3 separate regions of the Mus musculus genome follow, and all the other regions are linked to region 2. Evidence: chromatin contacts called from public HiChIP or PLAC-seq and Micro-C data. All regions are on one chromosome and are shown on one strand. The core of a region is the stretch at or near the end of the contact, and the rest is flanking DNA. Distances in the headings are between cores, read along the strand shown. Region 1 overlaps Fnip2 (folliculin interacting protein 2). Region 2 overlaps Rapgef2 (Rap guanine nucleotide exchange factor (GEF) 2). Region 3 overlaps Fnip2 (folliculin interacting protein 2).

Region 1 (4,751 bases), core at 100-2,599, 480 kb before region 2:
CACATAATGAGTTCTAGGACAGCCTAGCTCCAGTGAATCCCTGAAATAAACAAAACAAACTCAGATGTGGGAGCCTTGGTTAAGTATGATGTGAACATTTGGGAAAGTCCGTTTGCACATGTCCATATCTCCCCATCTTCCTCAGGAATGGGAGGAGCCCATTCACTCACTGGTTGGGTTTCTTTTGGTCTCGTGTAGTTTCAAAGATTGGTCCAGTTTAAGGCTGATTTGCATCAGAGTTTAGCACTATTTTCCTGCTGCTCTGCTTCTGTTGCTATCTTGTCAGGACAGATGGATGGATGGATGGACAGGCACCTCTTCAGGGGTAACTGGGCAGGACGTAGGAATGAGGAAGGGTGAACTATAAGCATGAGAAATAATAAAACCAGATAGTGATATTTAAAGTCACAGCAGGGTTTTGAGATCAAGTAACCTGGGAGAATGGTAACATAATTAATAGAAATGGGAACTTAGAAAGAGAAATGATTTTTAAAAGGGAATAAATGCATTTGTAAGCTGCATTGAGGTACTTATACTCCCAAATAATAATGTATGAAGTTAGAGAGATAATAGCTAATATTGCCAGAGTACCAGAGTTCATCTTTAACTCTTCGGAAACTTTCTTTTTTGTCCCCCTCACACTAACTACATGGTTAAAATTGCTTTTCCAAGCTCAGGTCAACTGCCATCTGCGATCTTCTTTGCTGATTGCTTCAAAGGGGACACTGGTCCCTTTCCGCTTGTGGACATAGGATTTTATTTCTTTTTATGTGGCAGTTAATAATCTCTAAGCCTGTTTTTCTTTTTTTTTTTAAAAATTTGTATGTAGGTCTATAATTTGATTTTGAGACATTTGTGAGGGGGTGGGGGAGGAGTACAGAAAAATGGGGGGGGCTAGTTTTCTTCATAGAAGCTTCTAGAAGTGATAGTGTAGTATACTTTATCCTTCTCCAGAAGAAGTGGCCTCTTATTTATGGACAGGTCTCTTTAAAAGTTGCTTCATATTTTTTTTAAATCCAAAGCCAAAAATACTATATTTGGGTTTGGTGTAGTGGCACATGCTCATAATCGCAGCATGCAAGAGGCAGATGCAGAAGGATGCTGCATGTCTGAGGCCAGCCTGCTCTACATAATCATTTTAAGCCTACCCAGGGCTAAGGAATAAGACCTTGTCCCTAAAAGGCTTTTTAAAAAAAAACCTCAAAACAAAACAAAACCCAAGAAAACAAAAACCAAAAACTACAACAAAAAACAGGCTGGAAAGATAGCGCAGTTATTCCAGGCACTGGCTGCTCGTGCAGAAGACTTGGGTCCAGTTCCAACACCCTCATGGTAGCACATAACCATCTGTGTAATTCCAGTTCCAGGGAATCCTCTTCCGGCCTCTGAAGGTACCAGGCAGGCGTGCACCCAGCGCACATTTGTATATACAGGCAAAGCGCTCATACACATAAAATAAAAAGAGTTTTTAAAAAGCCGGAAAACCAAAGAAATGATTGCAAACATTTCCATTACATCATTTATTTATTTTGGTATATGCGCATGTGTGTGGGTGCACATGGAGCTCAGAGGACAGTTTTTGATAGTCGGTTCAAACTCATCCACACTGATCTAGGGCCCCAGGATCAAACTTAGGTCCTCACGCTTGACGGAAGGTGGCTTTGTCGCTGACACGCCCTTCTTCCTATCCCCACAAATCGTAGTCTTTGTCTTCATTCTTGTCTTTTTTTTTTTTTTTTTTTAAAGAAGTTGCCATGTTAGGTACTTTTGTACCACTGTGGCTCGTTTCACTCCAGAAACAATTTAAGGTAGGAAAGGCTTTTTCTGAAGGGTTCACTCCATGGCTGTTTAGTTGCAGGTCCTTGGTAAAACATGGTGGCAATGGGAGCATGAGGGGGAACTTCCTCATGGTGGGCAGGAAGCAGAGAGAAAAAGACCGGTCGCAGCGCTCCTCAAGCAAACATGGTCCCGCTGGCCACAGGCTGCACTCAGGAAAGCACTAAGCCAGTGCCTGTTATAGCCCCCCTCTAATCTGGGTATTGCCCTGCCCTGCCCTGCCCCCTCCTGCTCTCTGCACCGTACTCTCAGGATTTCCTGGCATTCAGTTTTTGTTAGTAATCAGGTGTGCTGCTGCCGCTGTTGTCGTAGTGCAGGGGCCCAAGCCTCTTGGCCTCTTCGCCTTTAGACTAAACTCATCTTGAGTCGAGGCTAAAAACAATGTGCCGGGGAAACTCTGCCACAGGTGAATGGCTTTGACTGGAAGTGGGAAAGTCTGTTTTTTCCAGCTTCAAGAATAGTGGAGAGCAGCTTAATCGTGGCGGGGTGGGTGGGGTAGGGAGCCTGGTAGAGGACAGATGTGATGAGAGTTTCCTGTGGACCTGCTGCTTTGGTTCAGGCTGAGGCTATTAAAGGTACATCCGAAGAATGAAGCAGCCGTCTAGGGCTGCAGAAGTAATCAGACTGTCTACGCACAGTAGTTTGACGGCTAATCATGGTTGTCAACTCGACAAACCTGGGAAGAGGGAGTCTCAATCAACAAACTGCCTCCATCAGATTGGCCTGTAGGCATGCCTGTGGGGCATTTTTTGGTTGCTAGTTGATGGAGGTGGGCTCACAGGTCACTGTGGGTGGTGCTTGCTGTCCCTAGGCAAGTGAATCTGGGCCAGCTAACTGAACAAGCCATGGAGAGCAAACCAGTAAGGAGCATTTCTCCCTTGGTCTCTGCTTCTGATCCTTTCTGGGCATCTCTCGATGCTGATAGCGTGTAACCCAAATAACCCTTTCTCCCCCCAAGTTGTTTTTGTTCAGTGATTTATCGCAGCAACAGCCATGAAAAGTAGAAGACAAATTGGTACCAGCATAGTGGGGTATGCCTGTGACAACCTGACCATGTTTTGGGGAGGACTGTGGGGACTATGGAACTTCGGGCCAGAAGATCCATTCGGTGTTAAAAGAACTCTGTGGGATGTTGTATAGGAGCTTGGAAGATAATGCTGAGAACAGTGCAGAAGATGGAGGCCTGGCTTGTGAAATTTCAAGGGAAGATTAAAGACGCTTTTCAGGGCCATTGCTGTTTTGGATTGTGAAGATTCTGTGGTTCTGGTTAGCTGAGGCTGAAGAATCAGCTGTGATTAACAAGATACCAGAACCACTAGAGTGAAGCCTTTGCATTACTGGGACTATTGATGCTGGTTAGCTGGAGCTAAGAAATTAGCAGTGATTAAGAAGAGACCAGCATCATTGACATCTTCTGGGAAGTGTTTTATGAGAGCACAGAGGCCAAGGTTGTACCTTGGGCTGTGGCTGGACTTAGTAATGTATAAGAGTCACCCAGGTGGTACTGGTTTTGAAGGCATGAAGGGGTCACGCAGAGCAGCTGAGGCTCGGCACTGTGAGAGGCCATGGAAGGCCATTGGTGAAGGTGCAGCCACAGTTGCAATTGATGGCCCAGGACTGAAGGGGTCATGCAGTGTTTTGGAGATGCCAGTACCATGAGATGACCACCAAGAGCAGCAGCAGTGAGTACAGGCATCTGGAGCCTAGAGGAAAAGCTGTGTGCCACAAAGGACAGGGCTGGAGAAGTGACCCAAGCCCTTGGAGGAGCCCAGAGGATTGTGAGTTGGAGCCCAGACATCGGACGGTTGGAGTTTAATTTTTGCTGTTGATTATGACTGTGCCCTGATATTTTTCCCTCTTGAAGGAAGAAAATATTTTAGTGGAGCCCACAGTTAAGAGACTTTTAATTGTAAAAAGACTTTGGATTTTAAAAGATACTGGATATTTTAAAAGGATTGAACTTTTAATATGTAAAGACTGTGGGACTTTTACAGTTGTTTAGATCTTAGGGATGAATAAGAAACTGAGGATTGAGGCTAGCTACTGATGTGTTTGTGTGTCAAGTTGACAAGGGGTCAATTAATTGTACTGGCTAGTTTTGTGTCAACTTGACACATGCTGGAATTATCACGGAGAAAGGAGCTTCAGTTGGGGAAATGCCTCCATGAGATCCAACTGTAAGGCATTTTCTCAATTAGTGATCAAGGGAAAAAGGCCCTTTGTGGGTGGAACCATCTCTAGGCTGGCAGTCTTGGGTTCTATAAGAGAGCAGGCTGAGCAAGCCAGGGGAAGCAAGCCAGTAAAGAACATCCCTCCATGGCCTCTGCATCAGCTCCTGCTTCCTGACCTGCTTGAGTTCCAGACTTCCTTGGTGATGAACAGCAGTATGGAAGTGTAAGCCGAATAAACCCTTTCCTCCCCAATTTGCTTCTTGGTCATGATGTTTGTGCAGGAATAGAAACCCTGACTAAGACAAATTATCGCAGCAACAGCCGTGAAAAGTAGAAATTGACTGGACTTGACACCTTCCCTACCCTCCATCTGTGAGTCCACACTCTGAAAGGAGCTGTGTGTGTATGTGTGTGTGTATGTGTTATGTATGTGTGTGTATGTATGTTTGTGTGTGTGTGTATGTCTGTGTATGTGTGTGTATGTATGTGTGTATGTCTGTGTATGTGTGTATGTCTGTGTATGTGTGTTTGTGAGTATGTCTGTGTATGTGTGTGTATGTGTTTGTGTGTATGTCTGTGTATGTGTGTGTATGTATGTATGTTTGTGTATGTGTATGTGTGTATGTTTGTGTATGTGTGTGTGTGTATGTGTGTGTGTGTGTCAGCTCTTACTTCCTGAGGAGCGTTGTTTCCTCACTTACTACGATAATGCCTTCTGTTGTATTTGCCATGAACTATCACAAC
Region 2 (4,845 bases), core at 1,546-4,045:
CAGAAATAGATTGAAACTGGCAATGCTGAATATTGACACAAAAAAAGGATTTTTGCTATTTAGTCTTTCCTTCTTCACTCTTTGTTTGCTTGTTTATAGGAAAGCCTGTGTGTGTTGGGCAAGTGTCTGTCACTGAGCCACACCCTTAGTCCTTTTCATTCTCTAAATGGGTCCCTGAATTATTTTGGTTTTTGGGGTTTTTTTTTATAGGCATAAACTCTCCACAAGCTTTGAAGAAAATCCTGTCCTTGTCTGAAGAAGGGAGTTTGGAGCGTCACAGGAAGCAAGCAGAAGATACAATATCAAATGCGTCCTCTCAGCTCTCATCGCCCCCCACCTCACCTCAGAGCTCTCCAAGGAAAGGTAGGGCTCACTGACTGCTGTCCCTGCGCAGGTCCACACATTAGTCCAGAGGATCCCACAGAGGTTCACTGTGGAAGTTTCACTGCTCTATGCAAAGGATCTGATGGCATGTGACAGTGGATTTTCCTCATCTGGTTATACATTTGGAAAGATGATGCTAGTTTTAACATTGTGGTTCCCCTTAACTGTCAAAAGACAGGTGCTAGTGTTACAACTAGTGTGCTAGAAAGACTGCTGACAGCGCAGGGAAGGACAGACGGATTATCTGTTTTCTTACAGCCAAACCGCAGGCATGAGCCTTAGAGATTAGAGGATCGGGGCCACACACTGGAAGAAATACTCATTCATTTGTCTTTCTGAACTTCGGTTTTCTCGCCAAGGATAGTATTTTCTAATTCCATCCGTTTCCTGATTTTTGTCATAGTTTTATTTTTCTTTATGGCTGATTTAAACGTCAGTGTGTATGTGCACCGTATTTCCTTGGCTACCCCTCTGCTGGGCATCTAGCCTTTCGTATCCTTGGCACTGTGGATGGAGCTCCAGTAGATATGCATATGCATATATCCTGTAGGTTGGAGTCATGCATATTTGCTAGGAGGAGTATAGCTGGGTTATTGATAATTCTGGTTTAATTTATTAAGGAACCTCTACACTGATTTTCATGGTGACTGCACAGTTGACATTCCCCAGGGCCGTGAAGAGGGACCCTCCTTCCCCCCACGCTCACTAGCCTTTGTTCTCACTGGTTTTCTCAATGACGTTCTGACAGTGGTGCCTCGGTATCTCCCTGATGGCTAAGAATGCTGGAATTTAAACTTGTTACTTGGTCTGTGTGTTTCTTCCTTTTGAGGACTTTTTTTTTCAGCCGAATGGCTTGTTTATTGGTGGCCATTGTGGTTTGAGGTGCTTCATTTTTCCAGTTTTATATGTAGTCTAGATATCAACACTTGTCTGAGATAGAATTGGCAGAGGTTGTCTCCCATTCTGTTGGCTGTGTTCACTCAGTGGCTAGTTTTTATTGTTATGGGAAGTTGATAATCCCGTTTGTCAGTTCTTGGAACTGTTTCGGGTGCTATTTGAATACTAGCCTGGACCTATATCTTGAATTAGTTTCCTCAAGCAGTTTAATTACTTTAGGAATTAAATTGAGGTTTTTGATGTACTTGGGATATACCTTTGCATAGGATGAGAGATGGGGACCTAATTTCATTCTCTGTAAATGGAGACACCAAAATGTCTGTTTTGTCCTTCACATCCCTGGCATATGTTTTAAACACTTTTGTCAAAACTCAGGTTTGTTTCTGCACCCCCCCCCTTTGTTCCATTGATCTTCATGTCTTTTTATGCAATACTGTGATATGGGTGTCACCATGACTCCAAAATACAGTTTAAGATCAGCTGTGATAGTGCTCTGAGCAGTAGCTGGCATGGGGTGCTAAGATGCCTCAGCTTCTAAGTCCCTTTTCATACTTCTGTTGTCCCCATAGTCTGTCTTCTGGTGTCCTTTGCCACACTTTGGTCCTTGTTCTGCTGACTCTGGTTGATGCTTGAGCAGGCGGCAGCACAGGTGGGCACACAGTCAGTGGTGTTCTCCCTCAGTTTCTGACTCCTCACAGACATCCTTTCTGGTTAACTGTCCAGGCTTCACTGTGCCACACTATACTCTTGAGTTAACTGAGTTCAGCCCTCTCCCTGATAGTTCTTTTAGATATAGACAGCATTTACTTATATAACTTTTTAAAACTTTGGTTTTTGAGTAGGAAATATTTTGTGTTTTTTGTTTTTTTTTTTTTTATTTAAAAAGAAAAAAAAATCTTATGAGCTCCGCCTGGTCCAGAACTAACCATGTATATAGAACAGTCTGGCCCCAGACTTGCAGCAATCCCCCTGTCTCTGCCTCCTGAGTCCTAGATTAACAGTCATGTGCCACCATTGCTGGCAAACTTTTAAAAATAGGTTTCATTCATTCATTCATTCATTCATTCATTTATTTTCTTATATACAGCCTGACTGCAATTTCCCCAGTGTCCACCACCTGCCTGCCATATATGTACACCCCCCCTTTTTTACTGATTGTAAGTGTAGGGAGAATTGTTTTTATATTTTTTTCTACTTAAATAGAAATTTATGCCACAGTAATATATAAAAGAAGCCTTGTAAATGTGAACAATTAATGTTCCTTATTTTTCATGATACAAATACGAGTCTTGACTGTCTTTCTTGTTTTCAAGAGACTGCATCTGTTCTTAGGTTGATATTCTTTCAGATTAAAGTAGCTGGTAATTTCTTTCCACAGTTTCCAGTGTTGCCCCTCCCTCCCTCCCCCCTCCCTCCCCCTCCCTCCCCCCTCCCTCCCCCGTCCCTCCCCTGGCCTTTCGATTGCATGTGTGGTCCAGCAGTAGTAAAGGAGATTGTTTTCCTGACAGAGTTTAGCAGCAGAGCGGAGTCAGTCTAACCATAGCTTCCTGTATGTCTGTGTGCAGCGGCTCCAGAGCTCACTGAGTGCGCGGGAGTTCTTTTCGTTCCTCTTGCAGTGGAAGTCAGCTAAGGTCTGCTGGCTCCTGGCAGTTTTCTGTTTGAACTGAGAACAGGAGCAAGAATAACAGTGTTCCCAGAAGTTCTAGGATGGGTGGGGCTTATAGAACCAAGCCTGCTGGGAAAGCTAGTTGACTTGTTAGCTAAGAAAATGGGAGAACCCTTCCAGGCATCAGGCATGGGGCAAACTTTGTGAGGAGAGATTGCCTGTTGGAACTTGCAGTGTGATTTATAAAAAGACAGACCATAAATAACCATGTTAAACCTTATCAAGACCTGCTTAGCCTTTGAAATAAATATAGATCAGGGTCCGTGTGGACTGACGGGACAGAATTTAACCTTCAGGTGCTCTCCAGTTTTGTTGTTGTTGTTTTTGTTTTGTAAGTGGCTTTGGGAAAATTACACTATAATAGGTGAGGTAGTGCAACCCTAACCCCAGCATTGAGGTAGCTGCAACAGAAAGATTAGTAGACCCCAACCTGGGCTAAAAGGAGAAATTTACATTGTACGTGATTATGTCTGTTTATCAGCCTTATATTATGATGGAAATTTAAAAATTGAGTGCTAAGAAAGATTGAGGGATTTTTCATTTAAATATATAAAATTGTCACAGCAAGTTCCCCCTCCCCCTGAACCTTGTGACTTTCAAAGAAGCCTCTCAGGACAGGAAATGAACATGTATTGAGCCAGAGCAGGGCTGAGGAAATGCATGCTACATCCTTCAAAACAGCTATCTTGTAGGTCATTCAGCTAATACAATATTAATGTTGAGAAAATAGATGACAGGAATCCAAAAGTACCTTCTTCGTGTCTTATCCTTGTATTCGTGTCTCCACTTAAACTCTAAAGAATGTGTGGCTACTTCCTAGTGGACTTTGGTGACATTCTCGAAAAGTCAAAACATCTGTTGACATCTGTTGAAAGTAAGACACTCAGACAGGCACAGTGGCGCACACCTTTAATCCCAGCACTAGGGAGGCAGAGGCAGGTGGATCTGAGTCCAATGGTCTACAGAGCCAGTTCTAGAACAGCCAGGGCTATACAGAGAAACCCTATCTTGAAAAATAAAAAAAGAAAATAAGACACTTGCTGTCAGCAGTTTGAGAGTTGGGTCCATACTTCTAAAACTGATGGGTTCTTCTTGATGGAGTTTGGTTGTGGGAGGTTTTGCTTCCAGTTTTGTTTGTGTTGTCTTACTCTGCTAAGATTGCAATTGATGCCTCAGACAAGCCAGACAAGTGCTCAGTCATTGAGCTGTTCTCAGCTGAGTCTTTACTAAGCAGTGTGTTTGTAGCTAAGGAAGCAAGAGTAGTTGAGACACGTCATAGTTTCTTCATCTTTACCAAGAGTGCGTAACAATAGATACTTTTCTCACCATTGAATAAGTAACTTACACTTTATTAGAGTAAAATTTGAATCTCTTAGTCTTCAGGTATTTATACCTTCTTGAATAAACCCCCATTTCATTGTCAACTTACAGTTTTTGCCCATTTGGTGGACCTGTTTAGTTTTTGAAGCTTAAAATATCTAACTACTACATTTACCTTTCTCACTCAGGTTATGCACTGGCTCTCAGTGGCACCGTGGATAATTTCTCAGATTCAGGTCACAGTGAGATTTCTTCACGATCCAGTATTGTCAGCAATTCTTCTTTTGACTCGGTGCCAGTCTCTCTGCATGATGAACGGCGCCAGAGGCATTCTGTCAGCATTGTGGAGAGCAACCTAGGTGTGGGCAGGATGGAGCGGCGGACCCTGATGGAGCCTGATCAATACAGCTTAGGGTAAGCGTCTGTTCCTTGCGATCTTTCCTGTCTCTCTCTGTGGGTCTGTGAGTAAGTGCCGTGCTATTTTTGTTGTGCAGTCTGCTTTTGTAATGTGTTTACTCCTTGTGGCCTTCCTTCTTCTGGAGGAAGACTGCAGCAGTAGTAGACACAGTCCAGTCTCT
Region 3 (5,063 bases), core at 2,522-5,021, 420 kb before region 2:
TTTTCTGTCACTAGGATGGGCAGATCTCTCAGAGAAAAGAGTTGGTGGTTTATTAGGATATTTGGTGTGTTTCCACACCTGCAGATCAGGAGTGACCTTATGGCCTACACCCTCATCCCAGATCTTGAGGGATGATAGAGAGAGCAGAAACAGACACCTCAGAGCCTTCTTTTTAACATTGCTTTCCTAACCGTGCAGCTTTGGCCGTATGTTAGTAAATGTTAGTGCGTGTGTTAGTAAAATCCCATATAGTTCAAAACTTACAAGAGACTGCAGACTGTGAATAGAGCCCTAAAAATGGTATAGTTGGTGACAAAGAAAATGTGCCACGTGCTGCTGTGTGACAGGCTAGTTATACTAATTTGCAGTATACTCTGGCCTTTACTTTGGTGTAGAACAAAACAATTTTTTTTTTCTTATTTTCCCTCTTGCTGTTAGTAGATATTGTGGTAGCTCTCGTGACTCTTCATAGCATTTAAATAAGAGTCATGGTTAAAGCGTAATTGTATTATTCCTAAGACGGGTATTAAGAAGCTATTGGCTCTGTAATTCTTTTATTACAGAAGCAGAGCCTTTTGACCATATTAGAAGAGAGTTGAGCCTTTCTGCTTAGCGGATTTTCCAGAGTGCTCAGTCAGTTAATCACATGGCCTCTTTGGAGCATTTAGAGGAGTTACTTCATCTATTGGTATTAATAGCCTTGGGGATGGTGCCAGTGAGTGTCGAAGCATGAATATTCCACAGGACCCGTCTTCTGAGTCTCTCATCTGTTCTTACCTATCATTAAAAAACAAGGACCCGAGTTTCCGTGGTTCGTTTGTTTTATATTCTAGGGCACACATGTGCCAGAGAGCACCGTGAGCATGAGAGGACAACTTTCAGGAGTCAGTTCTTGCCTTCTGTCTTGTTGAGGCAAGGTTTCTCTTGTTTCTCCTGTGTCGTATTCTAGGCTAGCAGGCCTGCGAGTGTCCCACCACCAATTCTTCTGTCCCTGCCTGTCACTCGCAGTGGGGATGCTTCGATCATGGCTCTGTGCTGCCACATGAGCCTTTTCAGTGGATCTCAGAGATGGAGCTCAGGTGACTGGGCATGTGCAACACAGCAAAGACTTTTACCCCACGAGTGCCTCTCTAGCTAGACCCTGTGTTCTCCCACTCCTCAGTGCAATCAGAAGGGTGAGAGTCACACGTTTAAGCTGCCACTGGCTTCCGTCTGAGCTGCTTTGGATGGTAAGATGGTGGGTGGTGTGTAAGACGTGTAATGTTGGTAAGTGCATATCCTCTTGGTTTTCCTGATAAAGGAGTAAGAGAATGAGTTGGAGGTAGATGGCTGGCCGGCTGAATTCTCGGTATTCTGCACAAGCATTCTGAGTGTCACCCCACGACAAGACAGCTTACCTTCAGCGACTCAGTGATACATGGCCGCTTTTCAAACCTAATTTTCCTCCAGGTCAACTGATGAGACATTTAGCTTGGCCGAAGAAACGTGTAGCTCTAATCCAGCTATGGTTAGAAGGAAGAAGATCGCCATCAGCATCATCTTTTCCCTGTGTGAGAGAGAGGCCGCCCAGCGGGATTTCCAGGACTTCTTTTTCTCCCACTTCCCCCTGTTTGAATCTCACATGAACAGGCTGAAGGGTGCAATCGAAAAGGTAAGGGCCCCGGGCTCCATTCCAGGCAAACACTTAAATAAGGAAATGGAAGGTGATATGATTGTGACCTACTTAGTGGCCAATAGGGGAGAGATTTGCAGTTTAAAGTGACACGTTATGTGGAGATGGCCTGCGTAAGGCGGTCAAAGAGTGTCCTGTATGATGACCCTAGGATTTTTAAGGCTAGAGACCAGGGTGCTGTAGGGAAGGAAGTTACTGGTTTTGATGAGGAAGAATGTCATTACCATCAATATTTTAAATGTATTATAGCATCGTTGTTCATTAGTGAGTCAGCAGGCCAGTCATAGAGGAATATCTTCTTAGAGAGTAACGTGGCTCTCTCTCTTCCATGAAGGCCATGATCTCCTGTAGGAAGATCTCTGAATCAAGTCTCCGAGTCCAGTTCTATGTGAGCCGTCTGATGGAAGCACTGGGAGAATTCAGGTAAAGTTCAAGGTTGGAAATCCAACAGGAAGTGATGAGCAGTAGTATGACCAACTGTCATGAGTCTATGTCTTAAAAGAGTTGGGGGACTGGCCATATTTAGTCATCTTAGTGTCGCTACCCATGAGAGCAGGGTACGTAAAGCCAAACATTGAGTAATAACTCTCTCTGTGCCTGACAGTTCTTAATGGGGTCAGTTTTTTTGTTTGTTGTGTTCTTGGGGTGGGGTTGTTGTTTTGTGTTTATTTTAAAGTGGGGGTCTCACTATGTAGTCCTGGCTGGCCTGGAACTGCCTATTAGACTGAGCTGGCTTCAAACTCACAGAGATCCTCCTGCTTCTGCCACCTGAGTGCTGGGATTAAAGTGTGCATTACCACGTCTGGCATAATGGGATCGTTTTCATCAGAATGAACTGAACACTAATTTTAAAGATGTCTTGTAATCAGTTTCATGATCTTATATCTGTTGTCCCATTAAACTTTGAAGGCAAAGCCTTTTTATCCTTTGTACAAATGTTAAAACTGGGGTCCAAGTGTGTGGTGCTGCCTGTGCCCTGAACGAATGAAGAAAATATGTGCATGTTGTAGAGACCTAGCCAGGGCACATCTAGTGCACATGGGAGCCTGTGGTACACGCCCTGGTCTGGATAGTGAATCGAATGATGTCCCTTCTCAGATACTGAAAGCAGTTTCTAACTAATCCAGAGCTCCACCAGTTGTTGTGAATGAGCACTGGTTTTCTATACCCCTTGCCCAAAGTGTGGTTAGCAGGGTGATCTGCTATCAGATGGGGTCCCCCCCCCCCATGCTCATCTGAGTTCCTCAGAGCCAGTCTCTTAACAGGGAATGGAGTCTCACTGAAAAGCAGTGTGGCAAATAGCTGAGGGGTTAAAAACATTGCAGTTCCTAGAATGTTAGAACATTTCTTGCTGATGAGCTCAATGCTGCTTGAAGTAAAATGACTACAGCTTCCGACCTCCAGCTGTAGATAAGGAACTGTTTATGTTGATCATGTGATGAGTGCCTTGAAGGTGTTGAGTAAGCTGTCTTCATTGAGGGCAGCAGTGTCATCCTGCTGTGGCGACATTCGGAGCTGACTTGTGCTTGAGTGTCTGGATGCTAATCTAATCACACTACTAATCTTTCAGAGGTGAAAACCTGAAAATAAAGAACCAGAAATTGTGTCTATAGAGGACTTTTACAGTTAGACAGTGAGCCCTTCCAGGAACAGACAAAATAATGTACTAGTATTATTTTGGTTGGTCGGTTGGTTGGTTGGTTTTTGAGACACATTTTCAGTGCGTATCCCTGGTTGTCCTGGAACTCAGTGTGTAGACCAAGCTATCCTCGAACTCACAGAGATCCACCTGCCTCTGCCTACCAAATGCTGGGATTAAAGTCGTGTGTAACCACACCCAGCTGAGACATAAATTTTGTAGGTAAATCCTATGCCTTGCTACTATAATCATCTTCACTGCTATTGTTTGTACAGATATGTTTTTAATTGAAATAGAATGCTATCACTTTGTCCCCTCCCATGTACTCTCTTGATAACCCCTCTCATGTGTCTTTCTCACCCCTACACTCTTACGATGATAGACTGCTGCTGTTACATGCCTATATGCACAAATAGAGAAATACGGCTTGCTGAGTTTGCTCTTGTGTAGATGGTTTCAGGGATGACCACTCTGCAGTGGACAAACAATAAGGAGACTGACTCATCACTAGAAGAGGAGGCTAACTCTCCCTCTCCCAGCAGTCACTAGTTGCCTACGGTGTTTAGTTTGGGGTGGGACCCCAGGATACATTTTTCTCACTAGTGTTAATATGTCCATGTATATTGCCGTTGCTCTGCCCTTGTTTATGTGGCCATTTCTAGAAGAGACTGTTTCACTATCTCTGGTATTTGGGCACTTGCAGTCTTTCCACCCCTGCTCTGTAACTTCCCCAGAGCCACATGTGGACAGCTGTGATGTAGATTGACTCATTGAGGATGGGGTCCCCCGCATCTTTTGATCCCTGCATTGTGTCCAGTTATGGAGTCATAGCTTCTTAACTCAGTAAATGCTATCTTTGAGAGTGTGGAGTTTTTTTGTTTCCCGGTTTTGCCAAGGTAGGTTTGTGTTCTGTCCTGATCACTTTCGGTACCCAGCTACATAGTTTAGTCTGAGTATGCCTGCTCCATCTTGATTTGGGAGAGATCTGTGTTACTCATTCAGGGCTGAATTTCCTTTTTATGCCGTGGAGAGTCTGAGTAAGTTTTTACATGTGGGAGCCATGTAGCTTAAAACAGAGCCTGCCCCATCCTCACCGTACCATTAAGTATGTACATATCTGCATTAGAAGTTGGCATATGCTAGTGAGGAGGAGCCATTGTGTAATTCTTATCTAAAACAAGATAGGTGTTTGATTTAGAAAGCCAGCACGTTAACAAGAAATCAGTAGAGTTGAGTCACCTAGCAGTCTCATTTTCAACCTAGCACGTGCTTTCTCTGTCCTGCGTATCTGTGTGTGCCCCACCCACCTATTCTAGATGGAGTCTTACTGTGTAGCTGGCTGACTCACACTCACACTCAGGCCTCCTGCCTGTCTCTTCCGTGCTGGGATTACTGGTATGCCCAGCTCTTGATCTGTATTTCTTTACCATGAGAATGCTGTGTGGAGCTGAGAATGTAACTCGGTGATTGAGTGCTTGTATGGCATGCAAAGAGACCAGGATTGGATTCTCACCACCACAAAAACACCTACAAATGACTGTGTGATGTCCTAGAAACCTGTGCGGCTTCTAAGCTTGTATGCATACATTTAAAAATAGATTTCAAAAATGATTATAAATTCTGAAAAAGGACACTGAATTTTTTAACCTTTTTTATTGTGTGTGTGTGTGTGTGTGTGTGTGTGTGTGAGTGAGAGAGAGAGAGAGAGTGTGTGTGTGTGTGTGTGTGTGTGTGTGTGAGTGAGAGAGAGAG

The links. A called contact is a pair of places that touch in the nucleus more often than the background predicts. HiChIP or PLAC-seq counts read pairs in DNA pulled down with a chosen protein or histone mark.
Region 1: a Micro-C map of embryonic stem cells shows a contact between it and region 2, with 2.3 times the contacts expected there. The contact joins two enhancer-like sites. A contact is called at or near these places in 1 of 39 promoter capture datasets (cranial neural crest), 1 of 484 Hi-C or Micro-C datasets (embryonic stem cells), 1 of 115 datasets of contacts at active chromatin or transcription factors (stem cell-derived neural progenitor cells) and 1 of 9 other capture datasets (embryonic stem cells).
Region 3: an H3K27ac HiChIP or PLAC-seq map of microglia shows a contact between it and region 2, with 4 times the contacts expected there. The contact joins two enhancer-like sites. A contact is called at or near these places in 1 of 39 promoter capture datasets (hippocampal neurons), 3 of 484 Hi-C or Micro-C datasets (cerebellar granule neurons, cortical neurons and neural stem cells) and 3 of 115 datasets of contacts at active chromatin or transcription factors (bone marrow-derived dendritic cells, differentiating embryonic stem cells and microglia).

The regions. Positions count from the first base shown.
Region 1 is chr3:79,546,534-79,551,284 of GRCm38.p6, reverse strand. The region is part of intron 1 of Fnip2 (folliculin interacting protein 2); the gene reads left to right. Among named protein-coding and RNA genes, the nearest start is that of Fnip2, 19 kb to the left of the region's middle. Within about 2 kb of position 1,349, at least 16 of the 459 cell types and tissues checked have an H3K27ac peak or open chromatin away from gene starts, as enhancers often do. A contact at or near this core is called in embryonic stem cells, where this site is marked.
Region 2 is chr3:79,069,826-79,074,670 of GRCm38.p6, reverse strand. Rapgef2 (Rap guanine nucleotide exchange factor (GEF) 2) reads left to right here. Exons shown (of 24, transcript NM_001310536.2): 20 at 211-363; 21 at 4,456-4,681. Among named protein-coding and RNA genes, the nearest start is that of Gm52609, 16 kb to the right of the region's middle. Within about 2 kb of position 2,795, at least 59 of the 459 cell types and tissues checked have an H3K27ac peak or open chromatin away from gene starts, as enhancers often do. A contact at or near this core is called in embryonic stem cells and microglia, where this site is marked.
Region 3 is chr3:79,489,864-79,494,926 of GRCm38.p6, reverse strand. Fnip2 (folliculin interacting protein 2) reads left to right here. Exons shown (of 17, transcript NM_001162999.2): 9 at 1,450-1,651; 10 at 2,007-2,095. Among named protein-coding and RNA genes, the nearest start is that of Gm36442, 20 kb to the left of the region's middle. Within about 2 kb of position 3,771, at least 35 of the 459 cell types and tissues checked have an H3K27ac peak or open chromatin away from gene starts, as enhancers often do. A contact at or near this core is called in microglia, where this site is marked.